Regions from separate parts of the Ovis aries genome. Here region 2 is linked to region 1. Evidence: chromatin contacts called from public Hi-C data. All regions are on one chromosome and are shown on one strand. The core of a region is the stretch at or near the end of the contact, and the rest is flanking DNA. Distances in the headings are between cores, read along the strand shown.

The links. Hi-C and Micro-C count contacts between places; a contact is called where the count stands out from the background.
Region 2: a contact with region 1 is called in a Hi-C map of hypothalamus, with 4 times the contacts expected there. The contact joins the promoter of ERCC5 here to the promoter of TPP2 in region 1. A contact is called at or near these places in 10 of 16 Hi-C or Micro-C datasets (blood, hypothalamus, liver and 5 more).

Annotation. Positions count from the first base shown.
Region 1 is chr10:78,204,978-78,209,282 of ARS-UI_Ramb_v3.0, forward strand. TPP2 (tripeptidyl peptidase 2) reads left to right here and starts at 2,276. Exons shown (of 28, transcript XM_042255043.2): 1 at 2,276-2,536. The coding sequence starts at 2,372. It overlaps LOC121820468 (a long non-coding RNA gene), which reads right to left and starts at 2,131. Exons shown (of 2, transcript XR_006061018.2): 1 at 1,773-2,131; 2 at 1-1,420.
Region 2 is chr10:78,415,237-78,419,562 of ARS-UI_Ramb_v3.0, forward strand. It overlaps ERCC5 (ERCC excision repair 5, endonuclease), which reads left to right and starts at 2,195. Exons shown (of 14, transcript XM_060394213.1): 1 at 2,195-2,666. The coding sequence starts at 2,579.

The DNA.
Region 1 (4,305 bases), core at 1,026-3,525:
CTTTGGTTTCGTAGTGAACAGTTCATTCCCCATCCATTCATTGGGTGACACTCCAGCAGAGCTCGACTGGTGTGGTAATCAGAGACAGGCAGAATAGAGATCCAGCTTTTTCATCAATTCATTTTGTAACCCGTGGCAGTCAGTAAACCTGTCTATCTTTGCTCTTCATCTGTAAAATGAAACGACTGGACAACAGTTGAACAGTTGAACCTGGAAGCTATTCCATCCACTCTGTCACTATATGTTTTTGTTGAATGTCTTCTGAGTTTGTCCTTCTCTTTTCTCCCTCAATCACTGTAAGTCCTTTTTGAGGTAACATAAACACAGTTGGGAGTAGGAAGGAAAACTGGTAACTATCCTGTTTCCTCTTCACTAAAGAGAACGTGCTTCTCTAAGACTTACGGAGTAGAATGAACGGGCAAGTAATCAATTCAAAGAAACTGCACAGCCTTTACGGTAATTTTTGAGACTTCATGGAGAATCCCCTAATCCTGTGAAGTGGAGACTGGTGTACATAGGATTTCCCTTGACACCATGCATTCATAACCTGGAGTCCATGATAGAATCTGAGGGGTTCAAAAACTTGAGTAGAAAAAGATAAATACAGCTTAACTTCAACTAAACTTTTAATTAAGTATTTCCTTCAATTATAGATGTAGGTAATAACCGGAGTGGTATTAGCATTACCGTTTGTTCCTGTGTCACCCGTAAAAATCAGCTTCTTGTCATAGTACAGGTCTCAAAATATCATTTATGCTCTTTACTATTGTGCAATTACGGGCACTTATTAGATTTGGCACTAGCTCCTGTTTACTTTACGCAAAGAAGCGTATGTGTAACTACATACACACATGTACAAAACTATTTCTGTATAACAAAGTTGGTTTTCATATTTTGATAGCTATTTCAACATCATTTCTTCTGTAATCCTCTATATTTTATGAGTTTAAAATTGTTCTGAGAAGCTGACCTTAAGGCTGACCAGACTGCCAAAAGCATCCATCCTTGGCACATCCTCACAAAGACTGAGATTACCCTGGCATGAATACAGACAGAAAAATCATTAACGGGCCACTGGGGCAGCATGGAGCAATTGATAGCAGCCACTCTTAATCTGGAAAACTGCCAATTATGGCTCTATCAGGGTTTCCCTGGTGGCTCAGATGGTAAAGAAATCGCCTTCAATGCAGGAGACCCAGATTCGATGCCTGGGTCGGGGAAGATCCCCCCTGGAGAAGGGAATGGCAACCAACTCCAGTATTCTTGCCTGGAGAATTCCATGCACAGAGGAGCCCAGCAGGCTAGATCCAGTCCAAGGTTCGCAAAGAGTGGACAAGACTGAGTGACTTTCACTTTCAGCTGAGTGACGAACCCTGAGGATCAACCAGGAACACCAACTTAAAGAGAGAGTCGGGGCCGGCTGGGCGTTGGGGGGGGTGGGTAAGAAAAAGAAAAAAAAAAAAATGTTTTTCAGAAATCCCGGAAGCCCAGGGTAAGACAAGAGGATAGGAGGGGCCCACTTCGGGATGCCACTTTGTTACTGGCTACCGAGGGCGATGGAATCGCCAGCAACCCGCTTCCTGTTGACTGCAGACTGCAGCCCTGGCCCGTGCCCACTACCACCATCACCATCCTTCAAAGGGACACACCTTCGAGACAGGGGAACACCAGCCCGACACCACTGAATCAAAGAGCTCCCAACCAGAAAAATCACTCCCACTCTCCCAAATAAAAAAATTGATCTCTTGGCTTTTCGCCAATATCCGACACACCTAAGGGGTTTAAGCGAGCTCGCGTGGGCTCCCTTTGCTCCGGGTCCACCCGGGGGGTTCCGCCGCAGCTGACCGCAAAGTTTCATTCATCCACACCTGCATGTTCAGAAACCGTCGACTGTCAGAAGGGGGCTTCCCGCTTCTCCAGAAGGCAAGCCCCTACTTAGCCCCCACTTCCTTCTCTGTCCCCGCGGTGGGGCGGGGATACGCGGACGCTCTGCTTAGAAGCCGACTCACCCTCTAAAAAAAAAAATCCCCGCCCCGTGCGTCTCTCTGGTTTAAGGACCCCCCCGCCCCCGCGAGGGCTCCGGCCCCCCGAACCCCTCCGGCCACGCCTCAGGCTCCGCCCCCTTCTCTGCGGCCCCGGGTACCTCTCGGGCTCGGCTTCCGGAGAGCGGCGCCGTCGGCTCTGACGTAGCGGCGCGGGATTGGCCGGTCCTCCTTGGCGGCTCGGCTATTGGCCGGAGGCTGGCCCCGCCCATCCCGTCCGCACCTCCCCTCCTAACCCAGGCCCGCGGCCGCCCGGGTTGTCCTCGCGCCGCCGCTTGTCCGCGCGCAGCCCGGCCGTTTGCCTCCCCGCCACCCTGCAGCCTGCGTCCATGGCCACCGCAGCGACCGAGGAGCCCTTCCCTTTCCACGGCCTCCTCCCGAAGAAGGAGACCGGGGCCGCGGCCTTCCTGTGCCGCTACCCGGAGTATGACGGGCGAGGGGTGCTCATCGCCGTCCTGGACACGGGGGTCGACCCCGGTGCCCCGGGCATGCAGGTGCGGCTGCCGCCGAGGGCCCCAGCGCGGGGATCGGGGACGGCGGGGGGACGCGGGCCTCGGAGCCCCGCTGTGCCACCGAGAGCGAGCTGGGCGCCGGGAGGAAGCCTTGGGCTGGGAGGCACGGGGCCCGGGGCGCCCGGGCCGGGCCCCGATGCCGGCCCAGACAAAGCAGCGGGGCCCGGCGCTGTCGTTCGGGGCGCCGATCGCCGACCCCCACCCCCGGGAATCCCCTTTCAGCCTGGGCGCCGCCAGGCCCCGGGGCCGGCGGGCTCCCTCCTGCCCAGCCCAGCGCCCTCCTCCGCCGCCGCGGCTGCCTCGTGGACCCAAGCGGCCAGTGCCCGTTATTTACCATTTTATTATCCTGGGGAGGGTGGTGTGGTGCTGGTGGGGAGGCTACAGAGAAGGGGCAAATCAGAACTTTAAGTGTTTTTTTTTTTTTTTTCCTGTGTTTTCTTACTGTCGTTCGGGTGATTTGATTTGGGGTGGAATGTTGTTTTTTTTTTTTAATCTCGAAACAACGAAAGCCTCCGGTTTCAAGAAGATAGTCAACTTCCGGAATTGTTTCCTCCGGTAGTTTTCTGTGTGCTATTTTTAAACCCTCTTCTGCAGTGTACTAGTTTAGGGTCAGCTGAAACGCAGGGCTTATTAGGCTTTTACGTAGAGAAGAAGCCAATTGAGTTTGTTGTTGGTTTTTTTGTGTTTTTTTTTTTTTGCGAACTCTTCCAGGGTGCATTCAATTATGCTTGCTTTTTTTAATATTTTTCAACCTCAAAATGTAAGACCACGTACTTTGTGATTTTTTAAAAGACGACTTTGTTTGACCTTTGGAATCGCTGAATCAAGGTACCCTTGTGAAAAAGGTAATTTTTTTAAAAACGTTGTATCTCCGTTGAAAGCCTTCTGATTAAAGTTTTCAAAGTTTGGCTTTTGTAAATTTAGCCTTAGACTTGCAGGGAAACCGAGTAGTCAGCAGAACCTCAGCGTTGCTCAAGGTCCCATCTCTTGGACGTCTAACGGGGCTGATTGCTGATCTCTTTCCGTGTCAACCCTTCACCTGTATGGCTTAAAACCCTGAAGTTGAGGAATTCTCTCATGCCTCTGCCCTCTCAAATCCTTGATTGTGTTCTCTTATAAGCGAGATAGCAAGCGTTTGGGAAGTTAGGATGTAATTCAAGGGGAAGAGGAAACAGGTCGACTCTGTAGAGAGTCCCCCCGCGGGGTATCTTGCTTCCTCCCCTTAATTTTTGAGCAGCGGTCTGGAGTGCCAGTCACCTGCTTCTGGCCCTGCCGGGCAGCTCTGGAGCCTCAGAAGAGAAGCAGGTGACACCTTCCTCCTGCGCTGGAGTGGTCCAGTTGTGTTAATAACTACGGAGACTCAGAGCAGTGCCAGCCATCACCTCCTTGAGACTTTATTCCCTGGTAGTAATGGTTTCCATTCCGGGGTGGTGTGTGTGTTTCCTTTTTATAGGGATAAGTGGGAGGAGAACAGCTGGAGGACATGGTTCACTGGCTCTTTTGTCAGGATAATAAGGGGATCGGAAGAGTTTGGAGGAGTACTGTCTGGGGAAAAGACGCTTTTGTAGAATCTCCCAGACCTGCTCATCCCGTCCTTCCGTTCTCTTTGTAAAGTATAGACAGTGACTCTCATCCCACCTCGCTGCTCTGAAAATTGAGACAGTTAGTTACCTGTGACTGTTTAAAGAGCTCAGGAAAAGCGCTCAAGAGACTCATGTTTTTAAGCAAGGCTTAAATAACCTTGAGGGAGT
Region 2 (4,326 bases), core at 945-3,444, 210 kb after region 1:
GGGGTTCAGTCCCTGAGTCAGCAAGATCCCCTGGAGAAGGAAGTGGCAACCCACTCCAGTATTCTTGCCTGGAAAATCCCATGGACGGAGGAGCCTGGGAGGCTACAGTCCATGGGGTCACAAAGAGTCAGACACGACTGAGCGACTGCACTTTCCTTTCACTTTTCCAATATTGTTGCCTGGGAAATCCCACGGACAGAGGAGCCTGGTGGGCTACAGTCCATGGGGTTACAGGGTCTGAGGTGACTAAGCAACTGAGTACACAGGTTCAGGAAACTTGGCTACTGGGAACCATCTGTTTGTGCAAAAAAATAGTTTCGCTAAAAACTTATTTTCCAATCATTTCTTTTCACTGATTTAAATCTAATTTCAATAGTCCAAATCTGAACAAATTTGTACAAAAAGGCTACCATTCATTGACCACTAGTGGTTAAGTACTTCACAAACATTACCTATGATCCTTGCTTGAAACAGTTTGTAAGACTGCTTCCATGCCTGCCTATTACAGATGAAGAAAGATGTTTTGAACAAACCTGATCTGGGCAATGCTAAACACCATAAGTGGTTCGGTAGGCGTTTGAATCTTAGCCTGAGGGTCCAATCTACCACCTTTCCAGGAGCTACTCTGGCAATGAGTTTCTTGTTATTTCTGACCTACAAGCCTCTTAAATGCTGAAGAAAAATGTACTTCAAGGGCTAAGATTTTAAACCATATTACTATCTGGTTACTACAGATTTTCAGATAACTACCTACTTATTAATGAAAAAACATCAACCAAATCTTCCACCTACTTCTGTTTTGACTATGCTAAGGCCTTTCACTGTGTGGATCACAACAAACTGTGGAAAGTTCTTAAAGAGATGGGAATACCAGACCACCTGACCTGCCTCCTGAGAAATATGTATGTAGGTGAAGAAGCAACAGTTATACTTGGACATGGAACAACAGGCTGGTTCCAAATTGGGAAAGGAGTACGTCAAGGCTGTATATTGTCACCCTGCTTATTTAATTTTTATGCAGAATACATCATGAGAAATGCCAGACTGGATGAAGCACAAGCTGGAATCAAGATTTCCAGAAGTATCAGTAACCTCAGATATGCAGATGACACGTCTGGCAGAAAGTGTAGAACTAAAGAGCCTCTTGATGAAAGTGAAAGAGGAGAGTGAAAAAGTTGGCTTAAAGCTCAACATTCAGAAAATGAAGATCATGGCATCTGGTCCCATCACTTCATGGGAAATAGTTGGGGAAACAATGGAAAGTGTCAGACTTTATTTTTTTGGGCTCCAAAATCACTGTAGCTGGTGACTGCAGCCATGAAATTAAAAGAAGATTGCTCCTTAGAAGAAAAATTATGACCAACCTAGACAGCATATTAAAAAGCAGAGACATTACTTTGCCTACAAAGGTCCATCTAGTCAAGGATACGGTTTTTCCAGTAGTCAGGTATGGATGTGAGAGTTGGACTATTAGGAAAGCTGAGCGCAGAATTGATGCTTTTGAATTATGGTGTTGGAGAAGACTCTTGAGAGTCCCTTGGACTGCAAGGAGATCCAACCAGTCCATCCTAAAGGAAATTAGTCCTGAATATTCATTCATTAGAAGGACTGATGCTGAAACACCAATACTTTGGCCACCTGACGCGAAGAACTGACTCACTAGAAAAGACCCTGATGCTGGGAAAGATTGAAGGCAGAAGGGGACAACAGAGGATGAGATGTTTGGATGGCATCACGAACTCAATGGACATGAGTGTGAGTAAACTCCGGGAGTTGGTGATGGACAGGGAAGCCTGGCGTGCTGCTGTCTATGGGCTCCCAAAGAGTCAGACACGACTAAGCGACTGAAACGAATTCAAAGCTTCCACCTTTCAGTTATTGCCTCCCGCGATAAACAGTACTTAGCATCAAGAATTTTCACAACTGGCGGCAGACTGGGAAGAAACCGACGCTAGAAAAGGACGCACAAACCCGTAACTTCTGAGAAAAAACGCTTTGCGTACGGTTTCAACGTTTAACAGAAATAAGACCGCGCCATAGAGAACGTAAGGCTGCCAACACGCCGTAAACACAGAAGCTAAACCACCCCCTCACTTCCGGAATGCATCGGCGCAGCGGATATACGTCATCGCGGGGAGCCAGGACTTCCGCCCTGCGCGACGCATTAAACGGCATCCGGGAAGCTCCATTTCCCGTGCATTTACGCCTGAGCTTGAGGAGACTGGAGTTTTCGGAGGAAGTTTTTCTGGCAATTAAATCTTGCCTGCGCCGGCCCCTCACCTTGGTCGTCCGTTAAGAGTGCTAACGTTTGGGCCAGAGCGCTGGAGGAGACGAGGACTTGCCCCTCAGCGTCGCCAGTTTTCTCCGGTCCTGTTTTTCTTCCGCAAGGCCGTGTCAGTTTTTGGAAACTGCCCGTTTCGCCGGAGTCGGTTTTTCCTGGACAGCTGCGGGCTCTTAATTTTCCGTCTTTCTGAGTAGAAGCTGAGAGGGCTCTTCCTGGGCTCCGGGCGGCGGTGCAGCCGGGCGGGGAAGACTTGGAGTGAGAAGCCGCCCGCGACGCCGAGGACACAGCTCCCTCATGGGAGTCCAGGGGCTCTGGAAGCTGTTGGAGTGCTCCGGGCGGCAGATCAGCCCGGAGACGCTGGAGGGGAAGATCCTTGCCGTGGGTATCCTTTACACTGGGGATGCTCGGTGGACGCCAGGGTTGTTTTTTTTTTTTATTTTTTTAATCGAAAGATAACTGCTTTACAGAATTGTGTTTTCTGTCAGACATCAACGTGAGACGCCAGGGCTTTTTGCTCTCAGTTTTGCTGGGGCGCAGAGCGGCGTTGGAGGAGCAGCCCAGGGGAGTCTCAGGCCGGGGAGGAGTAGCTATAGGATCTTCCTCAGGACGCTTCCTTTCTAAGTGTCTCATTTTCTTCCGCTTTGCAGTCACAGCTCCCTGGATTGGAGTCTTAGGCCCAACGCTCTGCGCCTCTCTCCAGTTCTTTCATCTGGGAAGTGGAGGTGATAACAGTCTCTACACACAGAGTTGGTGGGAGGAATAAAGGGAATATTTAAATGAAAGGAGTTTAGAATTAGTGTCTGGCACTGTTAATATTGCAAATCCTGAAGGTGTTATTCTGGCTGGGAGGTCAGCCTAGAGAAAATGAAGTCGACTTCCTACCAGTAGTTTTGCCAGCCGTCCTGAGTCTTGCCCGTTTATATTTGTGAGAGGAAGAAAAACGTTGTGGTCATGTGTTTTACGTTTTCTTTTTTTAAAGTAGCTTTTACTTTTTTTTTTTTTTTTGGTTACTGTTTTTGGAATAGGAAATTCGTATGGTACAACACCGCAAAGATTTCAAAAGGTGTACCGTGCGTTATTTTCCTCGTTTGTGTGCGTGTTTGGCTGGTTTTGTCTTTAGAATTAGATGTTGTTTCCTAATTACAGAAACAAGTGAAAGCTGTTTCTGAAGTTTTAGTGTTTTTATTCGTTAGGCATTCTTCATCATCTTTCTGTTTTTATCTTTCTTTTCTTTTTCTGAGTGTCTGTTCTGTTCCAGAAGCTGGTGGTACCTTCCACCAGTTCCCTAAGTTGGGCGTATGAGCCTAGGAGCTCCATGCTTTGTGGAGAAGACAGTCCTGCAGTAATTGCTGTGGTAAATGCGCTGTCAGGGGTTGGGGATTCAGCAGGAGGAGCCATTCATTGACTTTGGTTGGAGACAATTCATATGTAATGGAACAGTGATAATTTTTTTTTGGTAAGGCAAGATGATGATAATGATTACACGTTTTTTGCAATGTGGTTAATTTAAAACACATCCGTAATGAATGGTGGGTTAAAAGTTTTGTGCCTGATACCTTGTGGCAGAGGTTTGTGTTGTTTTTTTTTTTTTTGAAGCACATGTGCTGTGGCCGCCCTCTAGTGGTTCCTTAAACCATTGCTTCCTGAAGGTTTTCTCCATGGAACTGTTAATATCTATCCATAGGAATGAAAGCAGTATCCAGTGTCAGGAACCCTTAAAACGTCAGCAAAAGTTTGAATCAGTTTACATTCCAGCCCATGTGAGAAATTAATAATTTGTAAAATGTATTCAGGTTTTTTGGTTTTATTTGTTAATGAAGAAATTACCCTTGGCATACTAGGTTCATAATTTATTCTTGAATCCCTGAAATAAATTGTTTGGTCTTTTTACCATTTCCAGCTGAGTGTCTTGTTTATTTATACAGTATAAATGTTTGTGTCAAATAATAAAGAATTAATAATTAAACTTTTGTCTTTTATGGACCTTACTTAAAAGTAAAATACACTTAACTCTATTATTAACAAAATATTACACTCTGTGT